2 separate regions of the Triticum aestivum genome follow, and region 2 is linked to region 1. A link is a contact called in public Hi-C data. All regions are on one chromosome and are shown on one strand. The core of a region is the stretch at or near the end of the contact, and the rest is flanking DNA. Distances in the headings are between cores, read along the strand shown. Region 1 has its middle 35 kb from the start of LOC123131966. Region 2 holds the start of LOC123131966 (aquaporin PIP2-5).

Region 1 (2,914 bases), core at 293-2,792:
AGCGGTTGTCGTAATAATAATTATATGCAAATGGTGCTTCGTAGATGTCCTAAAACAATAGGCGATTTTAAGCGATATTTGCCATATTGTTAATTGACTTACTCATAATTAGCTGGGAAATACCAAGATATTATATGCATTCGATACAATAGTTATTATTATTTTCCTGCAGTGCTGAATTTTTCTACAAAATTTGAACGAGAAACTAAAACATTAAGTTTACCTCAAAGTGTTTGACTTTTATCTAAGATTTAATCAAATCAGTCAGTGGACTGTTCTTGATTTACTCGAATGCTTTTAATTTTTCTGTCACATTTGAATTTTGAACCAAAATTTGAACTTAAAATAAAATAGCAAGTATCTCTCATACTGTAAGTAAATTTAATCTTAAACTTTACCAAACTGGGCAATGAATTGAATGATTTGCTGGAATGTTTTTCAAAATTTCTAGCTTTGAGAGCATTCTAACAATATAATTTTCTAGGTTTTTGGAATTGTCACAATGATCACATTGCATTGTAGTAATCCACAAGAATACAGAACCAGAACTTCGACATACTAAATCACAAATGCAACATAGTCAATAGCCAACGATTTGAAATAGCACAACTACCAATTGTGGATCATGTACACCTATAAAATCTTGCCGAGCCTTCCATACTTTTGTTTTTCTTCCTTTTCTATAGGACGGTTTATTGCAAGCCGCAGCAATATTAGATGACACATTCACGGTAATACTTGAACACGCTTGAGACCCTCACACATGCACATTCAAAGTATTTCTAGGGGCGGATATTGGTGCCCTTGATGCGGTAGGGCGTGAAGAGTCGGGGGTGGGGCACAATTACGAGGTTTCCACCATGACCCGTTGGAGGCGAGTGGAGATGAAGCCAATTGGTCCTCCCTCTTCTACACCACTCACGACATCACTGGTTACGATTCTCAACCTCACTACCTCCTTGTTGCCACCTTCATGTCATCCGCCTTACCCCTCAACCCTAACGGAGGTGTACTCGACGACCTTGCTACCCTAAAAAGCGGTGTTGTAGTTTTCTGCAAAAGCGTGAGGAGTGAAAATCATGCATTTCATACAAGGCACATGGTAATTTTGACTCGCATAATTGGGAAATAATGTTACTACGGTACATAGGTACGTACAGTGGCGGAGGTAGGGGGTGCTGGCAAGGGCCAAGGCCCCTCTATGCTTTCAGAAATACAACTATATGTGTTCTTAATCCTCCATTTGTCAAAAAAAATTAGCAAAATTTAGATGATTTAGCCCTGTTTAGCATTATATAACATGCTTGGCCCCTTCTATATTGAGTTTCTGGCTTCGCCACTGGATACGTACGTACGTGTGGCTACCATGCATGGACGGGTTTCGATCGAGAGTCAGGGAACAATGACCGTACGCACGTACTTGTCTAGCACAGGTTGCGGGGTCCTAACTGAATGAATTTGATGCGTGCATTCATGGTGTTCATAGGTGGTGACAAATTAGCACTGCAGCGGGCGTACCTTTCACTAACACTGTGTACGCAGCATCCAATGCATTTCGCAGTTTACTAGTACTACTCCTCGGTCTGTCTACGTACGTGCGGTCGACAGTACAGTACTCTCTTCCTTTTCTTTTTGCGGGGACAGTACTCCCTTCCTTTCACAATGTAACGCCCTCACGCTTTTTAAGATCCAATTTTAATCATAAATTAATCAACAAACTGACTGTGACAGGGACAAAAATTGTATCACTAAATTCATATCGAAAATACGAATTCAGTTGTATATTTTTTGCTCCTGCCGCAGTCGATCTCAGTAGTTAAATTTACAATCAAACTTGAATCTCGGAAAACGCGGACACACTACATTGTAAAATTGAAAGAATACATATTTGAAAGCACTTCATCAGACCAGATCTATCTATATGCATGATGTCAGACACATACACGACTCGGGCCAGACATAGGCCACGTAGCCACGTATAGAACCAATCATGCATACATCACGCAAGAACCTGTCGCAACCAAGCAGTCTTGCTTCTCCCTTCATATCCATGTCATGCGCTACTTAATCCAGGAATAAAATTAAGGGTAGAGTCATTGCTTAAAGCGCGGGGTAAACCAAGAAAGAGATAATGAGTATAGCGTCTCCAAGATCAAATTTAAATCTAACAAATGGAAAAGCTCAGCGCAACGAGTTACCGGGACATCTTAATAATAAATAAAAAACACATCGCCCAAATGCACGAACCGATCCATAATAAGGCCATCGGACATCTACATACTACATAAATTAGCAATGCTAGTGACACTATGGTATCACGGAAATAAACACTTGCAATTTAGCATAATATCATCTGGAATAAATAAAAACACAATAGCAAGGCTGAGGCATCTAGTCTCATCGTTAGGCAAATGTCCTTTGCGTTGCTTCATAGCTTGGGAGCATTTCTTTTTTTGAAACGAGGCAAAAGACTTGCCATTTTCATTGATTAAAAATAAAAGAATTGCCCGGTTAATTAATGAAAAATCGGGTTAAAATCGATACAACACAACCCACATGACATGGGCACCACCGGCCAACCTGGCCATCGACATGGAACAGAATCCACGGCGGCACATGCCAACAGATGGCCACACTCGCAAGCAACCGACAGCTCCGACTTCGACGACGAGAAACAGAAGGAAAATATGCAGGACTTGCGCCGACCGTGCCCTCCGCAAACGACCGCCGAGTGTCTGTCATCGTCACCACCTGGAATCGCTCCATCGCAGCTCCGACTTCAAAGCAACCAAGCAACCACGGAAGAGCACCTCGGACACGTCGGGAAGAACCGACTACCGAAGACCACGCCGCGACCCAAGCTCCTCTCGACGCCATCATCGTTGCCAAACAGCAACCAGCGCCCCGCCTCAGC
Region 2 (2,914 bases), core at 49-2,548, 35 kb after region 1:
GACCAACTTTATAGAAAAAATATCAACATTCATAATACAAAATTAATATCATTAGATGCATAATAAATTTAGTTTTTATATTGTATTACTTTAGTATTATAGATGTTGACATTTTTTTAATACAAATAAGGCCAAACTTTACGAAGTTTGACTTCAGACAAAATCTTATATGCAGAGAAAAAAGGAGTACCAGCTAGGCACACAATCGAGACCACCGAATGATTGATATTGTTGTAGCTATCAAAGACTAACCGATGACTAAGGTAGAATTCGTAACAAAGCTAGATATGCAAAATTATACCTTGTATTACCACGGTAAGAATGCAGGGCAACTAAGAACTATGCAGAGTTGACTCAATACTTTCGATATTAATATATATTATAATTTTGACCACTATCATGGATATTGTGGTATGCATTTAAGTAAGAAAGAAATACTTTTAGTCCCTCAACACATATGATTTCCAAGTTTTCACTTTAAATATTTGAATACCCCCTCCTTCTCAAAACATAAATCATATAAATTTTGTCCTAGTCAACAAATTCATAAACTTTGATCATGCTTATACACAAAAAAAAATCAACATCTACAGCAATACCAAATCAGTATGAATATATCTATCATTTGGTGTGGTGTATGTTGATAATTTTTCTTTGCAAACTTGGCCAAATTTTAAAAATTAGTTATGCAAGAAATTTGAGCACTATTTTGGGTATTGTACTATATATGTAAATAACGTGAGGAACTATTGATAATGTTCTAACAGACTTTTAGTCACTCAACACATATGATTTCCATGTTTCGAATCCAAATATTTAAAATAATGCAACCTCCTTCTCAAAACATAGTCGTATAAATTTTGTGTTCAGTCAAATTCTCTAAAGATTGATCAGGCTTATATAGAGAAGATATCAACATCTACAATAATATCAAATCTGTACTGATATATATCTATCATTTGGTATCGTAGATGTCGATATTTTTCCCCTATAAATTTGGTCAAATTAAAAAAAATGACTAATGTGTTACTTTTTAAAATTAAGGATTATTGGCCGTCAAAGGTTAAGTGTTCTATGTACTGCCTTGATTGATGAATAGGTTGGAAATTTCTCTTGCAAAAAAAAGGCTCTCTTTTTTCATTGCACTAGCTACCGGTTTGCTTGATAATTACTACCAGACATAGGATGCCCTTTGGGTGTCTTTTCAAGAAAAAGAAAAAAGAGAGCCTTTGGCTTGTGAGTAAATGGTGCTTGTGGTTTGTAAATGGTGTCTGCTAGGGCATAAGTGGCCTTCCTCTCTTTGGATTCTTTTGAAGATAGCTTACCACGTCTGCCTTGTGGTTCCTCTCTATATATAGAAGCATCTTTGCCAGCAGGTTATGGACACAATACTTAGCCGATTCTTAATTATTTCTATCCATCGATCTCTTCTTTTCTTCCCGAATTAATCAGCTGAGCTAGAGGTCGATCGACATCGACATGGCCGGCGCTGCACAGGGCAAGCAGAGTAGAGAGGCCCATGGTAACAACGATATCGGCGTCGCCAAGGACTACCTCGACCCTCCGGCGGTGCGGCTGTTCGACGCCAGCGAGCTTGGCCAGTGGTCCCTGTACCGCGCCATCATCGCCGAGTTCATGGCCAGTCTGCTCTTCGTCTACGTCTCCGTCGCCACCGTGATCGGCCACAAGCGGCAGACGGACGCGGAAGCGTGCAGCGGCGCCGGCGTGCTGGGCATCGCGTGGGCCTTCGGCGGCATGATCGCCGTCCTCGTCTACTGCACCGCCGGCATCTCCGGCGGCCACGTCAACCCCGCCGTGACGTTCGGGCTGCTGCTGGCGAGGAAGCTGTCGCTCCCCCGCGCCTTCCTCTACACGTCGGCGCAGTGCCTCGGCGCCATCTGCGGCGCGGCGATGGTCAGGGCCGTGCACGGCGCGCGGTACTACGAGCTCTACGGCGGCGGCGCCAACGAGGTCGCGCCGGGGTACTCCAAGGCGGGGGGGCTGCTGGCCGAGGCGGCCGGCACCTTCGTCCTCGTGTACACCGTGTTCTCGGCCACCGACCCGAAGCGCATGGCGCGGGACACCCACGTGCCGGTGCTGGCGCCGCTGCTCATCGGGTTCGCGGTGGTGGTGGCGCACCTGGCCACCATCCCCGTCACCGGCACCGGGATCAACCCGGCGAGGAGCCTGGGTGCCGCCGTGGTGTACAACAACAGCAAGGCGTGGAGCGAGCAGTGGATCTTCTGGGTCGGGCCGTTCTCCGGCGCCGCCGTGGCCATGGCGTACCACCAGTACATCCTCAGGGGCGGTGCCGCCGCCAAGCCACACTTCAACTTCGACAATGGATTCCGACGCCTCGGCTGTTGATGGAGCCACACACACCAAGAGGTGATGGTAATCAATCTGAGAGAGCTCTGGCGATGTAAGAAACGACACCAGTACTGCTTTTCTGGTTGATAATGTCTTTTTTGACAAGCTGTAAAAATGTAAATTTAATAAATATTATCACGAGGATCATAACTCAATCTGAGAGGGCTCTGACGATGTAAGAAACGACACCAGAGACTAGGGATCCTGTCCTTGGAAATGTAGGCATTCATGCAAATTCAGATGGTACTCCATGTGACCATGTCACGAGGATCATAACTCCATGAAAAAAGGCATAGACAAGTGGTTCTTCTTATTTGCCAAATTGTCCTAAATATTATTGGTAATGCTACTCAGTGAACCTTCGCTTTTATGTGTCAAGAGTGGCAATTCCTTCGAGCGAGCACGACAATTTTCACAGCAAATCCTTTGTTTGCCAACAATTTGCCATGTGTTTCTGAGAAATTGTCATCTGTGCTCTGAAGAACTTGCCCTTAAAAAGGTTCGCAATTGCCATGCTTCCTACCGAATGTTCGTTGCCTAAGAG

What was found. Hi-C and Micro-C count contacts between places; a contact is called where the count stands out from the background.
Region 2: a contact with region 1 is called in a Hi-C map of an unstated tissue, with 5 times the contacts expected there. The contact joins the promoter of LOC123131966 here to the enhancer-like site in region 1. A contact is called at or near these places in 2 of 5 Hi-C or Micro-C datasets (leaf and an unstated tissue).

Annotation. Positions count from the first base shown.
Region 1 is chr6A:54,609,444-54,612,357 of IWGSC CS RefSeq v2.1, forward strand. No RefSeq gene overlaps it. Among protein-coding and RNA genes, the nearest start is that of LOC123131966, 35 kb to the right of the region's middle. Within about 2 kb of position 1,543, at least 3 of the 8 cell types and tissues checked have an H3K27ac peak or open chromatin away from gene starts, as enhancers often do. A contact at or near this core is called in leaf, where this site is marked.
Region 2 is chr6A:54,645,053-54,647,966 of IWGSC CS RefSeq v2.1, forward strand. LOC123131966 (aquaporin PIP2-5) reads left to right here and starts at 1,299. Exons shown (of 1, transcript XM_044551703.1): 1 at 1,299-2,683. The coding sequence starts at 1,480. The coding sequence ends at 2,367.